Linked DNA regions of Columba livia: region 2 is linked to region 1. The links are chromatin contacts, called in public Hi-C maps. All regions are on one chromosome and are shown on one strand. Each heading gives the region's core, a stretch centred on a gene start, on an enhancer-like site or on the middle of the called end of the contact. The rest is flanking DNA. Distances are from core to core; before and after follow the strand shown. Region 1 overlaps HIPK3 (homeodomain interacting protein kinase 3). Region 2 holds the start of HIPK3 (homeodomain interacting protein kinase 3).

What was found. Hi-C and Micro-C count contacts between places; a contact is called where the count stands out from the background.
Region 2: a contact with region 1 is called in a Hi-C map of crop, with 2.8 times the contacts expected there. The contact joins the promoter of HIPK3 here to the enhancer-like site in region 1. A contact is called at or near these places in 2 of 2 Hi-C or Micro-C datasets (crop and liver).

What each region holds. Positions count from the first base shown.
Region 1 is chr5:60,709,963-60,715,978 of bColLiv1.pat.W.v2, forward strand. It overlaps HIPK3 (homeodomain interacting protein kinase 3), which reads right to left. Exons shown (of 16, transcript XM_021301199.2): 5 at 5,257-5,343; 6 at 4,284-4,468; 7 at 3,378-3,537; 8 at 2,880-3,003. Among named protein-coding and RNA genes, the nearest start is that of KIAA1549L, 18 kb to the left of the region's middle. Within about 2 kb of position 3,144, at least 1 of the 3 cell types and tissues checked has an H3K27ac peak away from gene starts, as active enhancers do.
Region 2 is chr5:60,771,111-60,777,501 of bColLiv1.pat.W.v2, forward strand. HIPK3 (homeodomain interacting protein kinase 3) reads right to left here and starts at 1,388. Exons shown (of 16, transcript XM_021301199.2): 1 at 1,224-1,388. It overlaps LOC135579617 (a long non-coding RNA gene), which reads right to left. Exons shown (of 4, transcript XR_010473119.1): 4 at 1,567-6,391.

The DNA of each region.
Region 1 (6,016 bases), core at 1,894-4,393:
CTTTGGCAGAAAGTTCTGCAAAGCTAAGCATTCTAGTCTTTATCACAAATTACATTAAAAGCATTTGAAAAGAAGCAGACAAAAGTAAGCAGAGCTGAATTTCAAAGCTTCTCACAGCTGACTTCTGCACATCTCATGCTCTGTGTTTCCAGCCAGCTGAAATCCATTCCTCTTAGCTCTGATAGCTGGCAATGCCACATATATAATGCCCCTATTTGTTACCATCTCTTTTGTGGGAAACAATGTAAAATTTTCCGTGTATGCCATAAAATCTTTTTGGTAGAATCCATAATCCCATTCCTCCTTTCATTAAACTAATGCAAACTGGAATATTATCACAAGAGCATAATAGGAAAATGACAAATTTCATGCTTTATAGAGATTCTATTGTCACAGGAATTTATAGCAACACTGCAATGTTTACTACCAACAAAAACATATTAAGATAAAAATGTTAAACTAAAATGAAAGAGGAAATTTTTTCATCCAATATTGCAACAAACAGCTATGCTAGAAGAACATACTGACTAGGCAAATATACTCATTTCATCTCCTAATACATTTTGCATCTTGTGCTTTAGTCAAAGACTAAGCAATGGCTGTTTCAGAGGTAACTACTAAAGAACTACTGAACTAAAGATTAAAGTGTTTGATTTTGGTTTTGTTGTTGTGTTCTTGTTTTTTTTTTTAATCTTTACAATAAAGGATGAAAGAAAATCTTCATCTGATGTAATTCTCTCATGTCATAACACAATACTAAGTTGTAACCACGCAGTCCAAAGATTTTAATTTTGAAATGCTGTTGACTAATTTTTTCCATGCGTCCAACCAGAACAGCAACATCTTAACTCTGGCAGAAGAAGCGAGCTTTAGAACTTCAGATATTCGACTAAGCAGCCAAGCACGGAAACCTTGAAGCAGTGCCAGATACCATTAATATCCCTTTCCCTCCATGCCAGCAACGCAACTTGTTACCCACGTGATTAAAACAATATATTCCCTTCATTCAAGCTGTAAAAGAACTTAAATTTGGAAATATATCATCATAATAAGAATATACAGATCACAGATAAAGTGTTTGCCTGTACTGTTTCCTTCCCTGTCATCAGTTTATTCATCTGGGTATAATCAAAACAATAGGGTTTTTGAACTATGAAATATGTCGGTGTGTAAAGCATAGATACAATTATAATCAGAAATCACTTAGCCATACTCGCAGCTCAGAAGGAAATGTGTATGAAGCTACACATTTAAATCAGTCAATACTCCGAGCTTTCATGAGTGTCTGGGACCCAAGGCAGATGCAGCCACCACAAACACCATTACTGATAAAGTCTGCTGCAGCTGTCTTACTCTAAAGAGATACAGACATCCTGGGCTCTAAGTTTAGGTTAAAAGTGCGGTGGGGATTTTTTCCCCCCATAGTGAATTCAGTGTGATTTCGATAACTTCTAATTGTGGAGTGAGAACTAAAGAGAACTTTGAAAATAATTGTTTAAAAAAAACCTACTTCCTATAAACTCCATCATTTCAAGATCTTATCTCCACAACATAAATCTGAACATCACCAAGACAGATAAACTGCATTTTTGGAAATTAAGACTATAACCTAGCTAATTTAATAAGCAAATGATACAAACTACTTGTCTCACTCTATAAATGACTATCATTAGGAAGAGAAAGGCTGTTTTTCATCAACTCCTCTCTGATAAGCTCATTATAACAGAAAAACAAGTTTTGCTCGATAAGGTCTGAGACCTAACTGAGGACTTAAAGACTCCTCAAAAAACAAGACCTACGTTTGTATGATGCAAATGCATTTGTTTACGGAAACAGAAGTCAACTGCATTACCATGTGTACTTTTTGAGATGCATATCCTTATTTGGTCATTTCCTACACAGCAGAAATACTTCCGTGCCAGCATTTCCACCTCACAGTCTTCCAGATGTTTGTGATAACCAAACCATCTGACAATTACTTCTTTCCATAAATACAGAAGTTAAACCCATCTTATCCTTTGTAATACAGGAGAATTCAGCCAAGCTGCCCTTTCCTCCTCATAGCACAATGCAAACAACATTCTCAAAGACTTAGTTAGGTGTTTTTCAGCCATCAGAAAGCTGTGGCAGTTCTACCTAGCTCTCCTGCTTCATCGTAACCATAGAACAGTAAATGTGACACTGTTTACCTAGGGCAGCTACATCCTTAAATTAAGCTCCAAATTTCCAGATGTCTTCCCAAACATTCACTCGGATGTCCAATTAAAAAAAACCAACTTTATTATGCAAACAGATTTATCACAAGAACTGTTATCTTTTCTTATGCTCATCCCTAGGATACCTAAGGACATAGTTGGGGAAACAAACAAACACACACACCCACACACAAAACAAAAAACCAAACAAACAAACCAAAAACAAAACAAACAAAAACCCCCAAACAAACAAACCCCCAAAAAACAAAAAAAAACCCTACCACACCAAAAGAAACAAATAAAATGCACAACCAAAAAACCCATCACATTCCCCTCATCTCTCTTTTTACCTCTCAGATTTCATTTCAGAATATCCTCATTTCTTGCTTCGGCTTCCATATTGTGTCCCTCTATTTTATCAGATATATATATATACACACACGTATTTATGTGTGTGCGGTATATGCAGCTGGGCTCTGGATTGCTTAAATCATTTTCTGCACATGCTGATTTACTATTTCTTTCAGAAAGGTGCTATGTATCTGAATATGACTCACACGCAATTTTTTTTAATGACATAATTAAGTTCTTTAATATGTATAGCTTAAGTGGATATAATGAAAAACTCAAATACCGCTACCAGACATAAATGCTCATATTTCAAGAACTGTATCCATTACATACCTTGAATAGTCGGAGGACATATGATCAAAGCCTGTTGGAAAATATCACCGCAACCAAACTGAGCCGTTCCTGCCTGCAGTGGGATCCCTTGGTGCAAAACTGAATGGGCAGATGCAGTTAACGCCTATGGGAACAGATTCAATATCATATTATAACACATTCTAACCACGAATCAATCCCTCACACACTTGTCTCACCAGCTTATATAATAAACTGCTAAAATAACTAATAAAAATTAAAATTTTAAATCTATTTCACAGGAAACAATCCCATTTGGCCACCGGAGGGCACTCTAACACAGCAGTGCTTTGCTAGGGCAATCCCAGCTTGTAACTTCATCTTGAAACATATGGAATTCTAAACTGTTTATGAAACCAACAGGAAAAAATGAGAGTAAAGGACACAAGATCTTGTCACTTACCAGATATACTTTTCAATTATGAAATTAACTAGAGAAACTGCATTACATGAATTTATAGTTTAAAAGGTAGGTTTTACCTGACTTCTAACTGGGCTGATTTTGGTAAAACTCGCAGTCAGATTAGCTGCACTGCCTGAGGCAACTGGTCTCATAAGTGACATTTTATTGCGATTACTTGAGTCGTACAAATTTGATCTGCATTTGCAAACATCCATGATATGAAAACAGGACTTCACTCTATAAAAAAACAGAAAATAACTTGGTTTAATTAGAATTTCATGTTGCTAAATGTATAAATCAATTCCACAAAACAAGAAAAGGAAAAAAGGTTGAAGACCGCAGTTTCCAGTTTCACAGAATGGCATCATACATAGAAGCAGAAAAAAGAAATACCGCTATTACTATGTTCATGTCAAGCTTTTGTTATGACATACATTAAAATACAGAACAATACTTTTTCCTGCCCCGTGCATCTAATACAATTTTCTAACAGCTGCATAGAAACAGGAAAGATAATAAATTAAATGGATGGACAGCTCTTTCTTCCACTGAAATGCTTTCACTTTAGAAAACCCACAGTGAAATACACAATTCCAGAACTAAACTTCAATATATTCCATACTAACCAATGCATAAAAGAAGGGATTTGAGACATTTACCTCAAGAGGAAATTCCAACCCTAGCTCTCATACTCCTAAAAATCAAGCCCAAGTTTCTGCAGTGTTGGAATTTTATCAATTGGGCATATGATACCTCAAAAAACTATTGCTCTACATGTTACTTTCCAGAAAAGAAATAAAAGTTACTCTGTTTCCTTGAGCAAGTAGATGCATCTAATATCGCAAGCACTTGGAAGAATTTTTTAAGATGTTAAAAAAATGACAAAACACTTTTATCTCTGATAGCAGATGAAACAACACTATTATACATATGAATCACTACAATGGAGATTTTAAAAAAATTAATTTTTGTGTGTTACATACTGGTTGCTATGAGGAAAATCAAGGAGGTGCTTCATGGTAACAAAAGAATGGTTCAGGGCCTCAGCTGGAGCGATTCTTAAATCAGCGTCGATCAGCAACATTTTCTTCAACAGACTGACAAACTCCCTCCTATCCGCCTTCTCCGCCAACAGGTCACTTCCTTCCAAATCCATCACCATGTTCACCTGGCGTTGAACAAAACAGTGCATGTTGGTTTAACTCTTCCTGTTACTGCTTCCTGCTATAAAATACTAATATTAAATGATGTTTGGGGCACAGTGCATTTGCCAGCTTATCCCAGTGCGGCCTGCTTGGCATCAGTGACTTCGTTCTGCACAAACACTGCTCCCCACTCAGCTAAAAACCCATAAAGGCTTCATTCCAGTCTGGGACTTGCAACTTAAAAAGATTTGGGATAAAGACCTTTATGTGGTCTAACTTAAACTACAGAAATAATCTTCAAAAAAAAGAATTTCAAACGTTTTAATGCCAATCTTGTAAAAATATTTTCAGGATATGGAAGATAATTAACAATTTCCTTTTGCTATTGACTGGGAGAGTTATCAAGCTAAAGAAAAGTGAGAAAACAATAATTGTGCTGAGAATTATATTCTTAAGATAGCAGAATTATATTGGAAGTTATTCTAGTTAAGATTGTACGATCCATACGTGTTCTTTTTTTCTTCCCAGAATGGCAGAAAAGGTAGAAGAGAAAGTACACATTATACTTAAAATTAAAGGGTGTCCCCCCCACAAAGACAAGTACCACTGTTTAAAACTAGCAATGACAAAGGAAGATCTTTATTAAAAGCCCAAAGGACTGGCATAGCCAGACATTTTCCTCGGAGCAACATACACAAAGAATAGATGAGACTGATAACAAATAATATTCTAAAAGGTGTTTATTTCAAACTAGTAAAATGTTTTAAAATCACACATTTCATTTGCAAAGGAAGAATGCTTTAATACTCACATGCACTATATCATCCAAACTGTTGAAAATATACTTTCTGGCCTCTTTAGACTTCATACCTGTCTCTGCCTCGTGCTCTTCCAATGTCTCAAAAGAGAAAAGGAAAGCTGAGTTTAGAAGTTGACACTAAAGGATATGTACAACTACAAAGTAACTTTTTGTATTTAATGGCCTAATAAACCCATTAAAAATATTAATATTTCAATTGTATATTTGTATGCTGCTTTGCTGACCACTTTCATTTTCTAAATCAAAAGACCAAATCTACTGAATTTCACATGTGAGTGATCACAGTACTGGATTACAACAGGTGGTTTCTAAATCACACAGCAAGTGCCGAAAGCCCAGCAAAAAGTTATATAATGAAACTCTCTTGTGTGCTCATATTTTTATATATCACAGGTTTCTATTATTTGTATTTTACACATTTCCTCAAACTCAGACCTTTAACTCCAAACAGAGACAACATTGTATCACTGTAAAAAAACAAACCAAAACCCAGAGAGACTCTGATTGATTTCTCTTTGCTTTCTCTTTTGTTATTTTGATACTTCTGTTCCTTCACATACACAACAGTTGGTGTAAGTATTTTAAATACTGATGTACAAAACAAACAGTTAAATCCTAGAGAACGAATGTGGTCACCCAACAGTGATTTATGAGCTGGAATACCACTTTCCGTTACAATTTTCCTCCTTCAGCACAGACAGCACCAGGAGGCAGGTTTGGTTTTAAGATTCCATGTTGCAGGAGGCAAGGC
Region 2 (6,391 bases), core at 138-2,637, 59 kb after region 1:
TGCTGTCCCGGCCGCTCACCTTCACGGATCGGGCCGCGCTGGCGTCCGAGCTGGAGCTGCCGCTGCCGCCCTGGGCATGTCCGGGAGCGCCACGGGGAAGCGCCGCTCCGGCCGGGCTCAGCCTCTCACCCCCGCCGCTCCTGCCGCCGCCGCCTCGGCCGCTGCCATCTTGTCCTGGCGGCTGGGAGGGAAAAGCCCCAGCTCAGCCCGCTCGGCAGCCCGGGCCTCCGCCTCATCTTCCCGGGGAGGGACCCAGCCCGCCCCCGGCCACCGCCTCCTCCACCTCCTCCCGCCTCCACCGCTGCTCTGCCCGCGGCGGCCTAGCGGCGCCCGCCGCCGCCCATCGCCCCGCAGCGCCGGGACGAGGCCCCGCCGGGTGCTGCAGGGGGGGCCTGCGGGCCGCGCCGCACCGAGGCCCCGCTCCGCCGTGCCCCGCTCCTCCGTGCCCCGGGCCCGCGCCCAGCCAGCCGGGCCCTCCCGCCGCCCGCCTGCTCCGCCGCCCGGCCCGGCCCGGCCCCGCGCCTCGGCGGCAGCGCCCCCGCCCGGCCCCGCCGAGCGACGCCCGCCGCAGCCGGGAGCCGCCCCGGGCCGCCGCCCTGCGCTGCCTTCCCGGCGCTGCGAGCGCTCCGCTCCCCGCGGCCGAGCGCTCCGCCAGCCCCTGGGCGCACAAACCGAACTCTCCCGGCGGTGGAGCTGCGCTGCTGGCCGCCGGCGCTGTGAGTAACGCCCGGCGCTTACCCGGCCCTCTCGCCCCGACGAGGCGAGGCAGGTGAGCGGCCATCGCCTCCCCGGCAGCAGCTCAGCCCGGGCAGGACCCCCTGTCCCTGGACCTGCCCCCGGGAAGCCGTGCGGGGACAATCTGAGATGCTCCTGGCGCTAACGCTCCTCTGCCCGCCCCGCTCTGTCACTACCTGCAGGAACGCAACCCCATGCTTTGTGAGAGCTCTCTAAGGAGCACCTGCAAAACCCCTGACAGTCCTAATCATCAAACACCAAACGGTGAGCTCTTCTTCCCCATCTCATTGCCTGCCAACTACAGTAACGTTCACATAACGTGCATGATGAGGAAATCGATGTCACGGAAAAGACCTGATTCTCAAGACCTGCGGTTTGGATGATGACAACGTGAGAATGAACACATGAACCCCAAATCCATGCTCTTGCTTTATAAGATAAAGAGACACCCCTCCCCAGCCCTGAAAAAATAACTGTGAAGCACCAACCTTCTAGATCTGGTGTGCCATCTTTCCCTGATGAGCAGTCCCTGCTGCTTTAGCCGGACACCATCAAACACACCACTCACTCTACGAGTAACAGGACGGAGCAAACATAACCATTTTGTGCCCCACGTTATAGTCCAGCACTGTGCCTTGCTCAACTCTTGACAAAATAACAGGATACACCCTCAGTAACTACATGCCCCTAATATTATACATCACTTAAATATTAGTGGTTGGTTGTAGGACTGGTCAACTTCTGCAAACAGCATTCTTGACCCTAAATAGTATACAGCTGATGTGGGGCCAAAAAGGAATTACTGTTTGCTTATGAAGTAGTTGGCCCCAAGATAAATCCTTGGCTACAGCTACAACTGGACATCACGTGGTTCTCCACCTCTTGCCAAAAATAACCAACAATTTCTTTATTTACTTGCACAACTACATGTACTCTCCTATTTTTCTCTCACTACTTGTTCTAGTATTTTCAACGCGTGCCTGCATGCTTTTAACCTTTATTTAGGTCCAATCCTTGTAATAAAGATTGTCAGGATGCCAAGTCAGAATTTGAATTAATTAATTGGAAAAGACAAGAGTCATTGTATAGAAGGACTAAACCGTAACATTGAAGTTACTACTGTACCACCACCAATACTCAGTCTTGTAAATAATGAGACAGACATTTTAGGGGTGGGGAAAAATAGGTAGGTGTCAATGTTAGTAAATTATAGCTCTCGAGAGCCGCTCATTACATCTTGTGCTTACTAATTTTATAAATATTAATCAAGCTTCTCTTCACACGTCTCCTAAAAACAACGTCCTACAGAATTATTCAGATATACATTTTATTAACATATAATTATTTTAAAATATTTCAGATGTTGATAAACATTATTGATTGCTTAACCATACAAACTCTAAATAAAGACTTAACAATATAAAGCATTAAGTACACGCAGATTCAATCTTTAAGTGTATTTAATCCTCAAACATAAATTGGCATACATATCACCCCAAATTAAATGCTTGTGATCTACAGGAAAAAAAAATTCCTCACCATGTCATTTTTTATCATTTGATAACCAGAACAATCCAGATATGGTTGTGTAAGGAACATTTAATGAAGAATTGTTGTTTTTACATAACTGAGGACCTGGCACCTGACCCCAGCAGGGGGGAAGGACTGAGAGACATCGGACTATGAATCCTTAATGTAAAACACAGTCTTTTTCTGGAATATATACTGACACCTGTATATATACTGATACCTGTATTTACAAGTTAATTTAGGGGGAAGGACCAAGAGACATCAGACTATGAATCCTTAATGTAAAACACAGTCTCTTCCCGGAATATATACTGATACCTGTATTTACAAGTTAATTTAGGGGAAGTGTAGCCAAAGTACCAGGACTACATATTGATAAGGGGAAGGGTATTTTATGCACCGGGGTAGTCTGTAAACCCTGAAGTACCCAACCGATGGGGAAGAGGGGAGGGAAATTGCAGCTGTGATTTTTGGGGAGATATAAGCAGGGGCTTTTTGCCCTATTAGGTGTGCCTACCTTTAGGTAGAACACCTGGTCTTGCAAAATCATTATTAAAATATGCTTTGCTGAGAGATCCTGCCTGGGCCTATTATATTTGCAAAGTAATTGTTTCCTATAGTTGTAAACTTGAATGACACTGATCCTCTAAAACCAGAAAATTATTAATCCAACGCTCCACTGAAACACTTGCACAATTTCCACCAGCATTCAGAAAGAGATTTTAATGTAGGTTTAGAAAAGAAGGGAGTGATTTTGGGGTGATTAACCTCTCTTGTTATACTGGTCTCTCTCCAGATGTTCGCTAAACAACAGAGCCTCCCAAAACATTTCACCACTGCCAGTTCTGTCCGCACGTTCCAGTTTTTGTTAATTAGATCAAGCCAGACTTGCCTGCAACAGGAGTATCAGCAGCGTGTAATCAAACTCTCAAATCTCTTTGAAGCTCCTTCAGTTGCTTTTGTGCAGCACAGCATCTCTCTGAAGACCCGTTATTTGTCCTTTCTGGGGAGCCATTTGGATTAAAGGCTTCCTTGTGTTCAGCGCAAATTCCATCACACGCGGGACTAAAGGGGCCCAAAGGGCATGAAAGGTCTGGCTGGTGCCATCACAAACTGAAGGGCTGAATCTCCTCCTGCAGCCACAGAATCATAGGGTAACAGAATAGTTTGGATGGGAAGGGACCTGTGAAGTCAACTGCTCGTAAGGTGCACTTGGGCCACAGAAGAGTTTCTAACCGCCCACAACGCATGGTAAGGCTACACACGTTTTAAACACTCTGATAAACATTTCTATCGAAGGTTAAACACAACTGTGTCTGAGAAGCCCTCATATGATATTTTTGTTATCTGTAAAACAGTAAACACTTCCTTGCCCCAATTTTCTCTTGGCAGGTATTTTTGTGCTGGTAGGCGACTGAAGGGTTAATACAGAAACTCCTGTTACACCTGTAAGTAATGGGGACTACTGATACCATTTGGAGGGGAGTGTTTTGTTTCAAAGTACTTAAGTAACCCAGTGGAAGGAGGCCTATGTCATTTAGATTAATTTATAAACTGCAGCACTGAAACACACACCTCCATAGGCTCTTTGTTCCTCCTCGTTTCTACACCTTTGCAGAGGAGAAGCAGCAGTCAGGTGCGAGTGCTCGGAGTAGAAAGAAGAAGCATAAGTTACAGAAGAAGATATTTCCAATAGACACAGCTCTATTATGCAGCAAAAAGAAATGATCTGAGGACAAATGCAGGCTAGAAGCTTTTGGCAGCACACCTACCAATGACATTTTGTGCTATTTTTGTTATCAAAATCCCAAGTGTAGACAGACAGAAAATGCTTTGGCTAGAACAATTTGTTTTACTCATCAAACTGCTACAAGCTACATCACCAAAACACTTTTTACGGCCAGCGTGAGTTGTTTTTATCAGCTTATGAGTTGTTTATATCAGCTGGACTCTTAATTCTTGATCAAACTGGAGTCCTGAACATGGCTCTGCTATTAGAGCAAAACCACAAAGATAAGGACACGGGGCTGTAATTCCATCCACCACTCCCTTTGTTCAGCCACTAATAACATAGAGTGCAGTTGCATGAAACCATGAGCAGCCTAAAAGTTCACTGCGACTAAAAAGGGGAGAATGGTCTCTTACAACATCCACACATCCAGCGAAATTCTCCCAGTGACAACTCTCCAGTGGCACTGGTGTTGAACCTCCCATTTAGCAGATTCAACTCACCCAGCTAAAAAGGAGAGGGTTTCCTTGGGTGAGTTGCATCGAACGTCAGAGCTAACAAAGCAGAGTTTTTCCTTGTCAGCTCGTACACAGAGCTGTGCAGACTTCACTTTAGTTTCCCAGGTAGAAATGATGAAATCCAAACACCGCAGAAGCGTGTTGGTTGTTAACATGTTGTTGTGACCACTGAAGGTGTCCAGGCTGCAGTCACCTCACCTGAAGACTGCGAGCAGCAAGTACAGGTCAACACAAGGAAGGTCTTTCCCACAGTATTTAGCAGTATCTGTTAAGCAGGGATTTAGTTCATGGTAGGATTTCAAATTCTAGTATCACTTTGCTGGTTTTTATGAAATATTTTATGTTTACAACATTTATCCTTCCAAAACAGAGATAAGAGTGGACAAAGAGTTAACTATTTTTTTATCCTCTCAATTCCTTATCTAAAGTATTTTTTTGACTGACATAACTGTCATTGAAGTATGACTTGTATGATGAGAAACAAGCATTCGGTGTGATGCATTTGGATTAAAAACTTTTAAAGATCAAAATCCCTGCTGAAACTTGTAAAGAGACCAGAGTTAAACTGATAAAAAGTGCTTTTTTTAAAGCATAAAAACTTAATTTACACTTTCCACTGATTACTATCATATCCAGTTGAACATGTTTCAAAGTCCCCCAGATCCCTTCCCCATAGATTTGTTTTCTAGACATATCCAAAATCCAGCCTTCTGTTGCTGGGCATAAATGGAAAACGACATTCAGATTTAAAGCAAACATACACTTTGCTCTTTTCGCAACAACTAGAAGTTCAGTTGAGCAGCATTGTATTTCCTCAATTAAAATACCACACAGGTTTCCTTATGCAGTTTACATTAAGACATGCCCCAGAACAAGCACAGACACTCAAACACAGATTTCAGCTTTTCTTTCCGCTTCATTTCCTTTTGCATCAAAACACTTCTGTCTTTACCCAAACAGCTGTCACACAGGACTAAAAAAGGGGGGGTGAGGCGTAGGCATTTTGTTTATTGCTTACTATTTAACTTGCGAGTTAAACAACCTGGCTCCTCCATAAGATTTAAAAGCTGCAAAGGACAGATGACACTTTCCAAGGGCCACTGGTGGTTTGTGGGGCTTTGTGTGAGGAACACGCTCGTGATGATGCTCCTTTCGTGACGAGATCACTGCTCCTTGGGGATCTGCTAAGGTGTGCACGAGGAGCGATCCACTTCTGTGGCTCTTCTAAAGAAGAAAAACAGACCAAAAAGTGTTCTTCTGTTTGTCTTTCTGCTTGTTTATTCCTCAGAACCTTAAAAGCCAGTTCTAAGAACCTCACACACCATCCTGACATTGCTATTGCAAATTCTACCAAGTCTTAATGGTAACTCTGGGGAAAATAACTTTCCCCACACAAGAAGATAATGATGGGGTGACTGAAATGGTAACTCTTAGGAAGCGCAGAAGGAATCTTTAAAATCTTTTTGGTTATCAAATAGATGAAAGCTGGCTGTAGTCTACTTGAGATGAACTCCCTCTTCTTGCTTTGTATGGAATCCTGTGTAGCCTCATCTGGGTGCTCCTGCTCCGGCAGGGGGATTGGACTGCATGAGCTTTTGAGATCCCTTCCAATCCTTGACATTCTGTGATTCTGTGAATGCTTTCCTCAGGAAAAATAGTGAACAGCCAATTTTGTGCAAGGACTTACAGCTTTCCAAAGAAATTCTAAGTGCTCATCAAAGGAACAAAAAACCAGTCTTGAAGAATTGTTAGGGTATATTTCTTCACTGAAAATTAAACCAAACTGCAGGAAACCTCTGATGTTTTCCTCTGATGCAACCCAACAGAAGCAGATTTGCAGAGTTGGTGCTGAGGACCCGCTATCCATACTAACCACAAC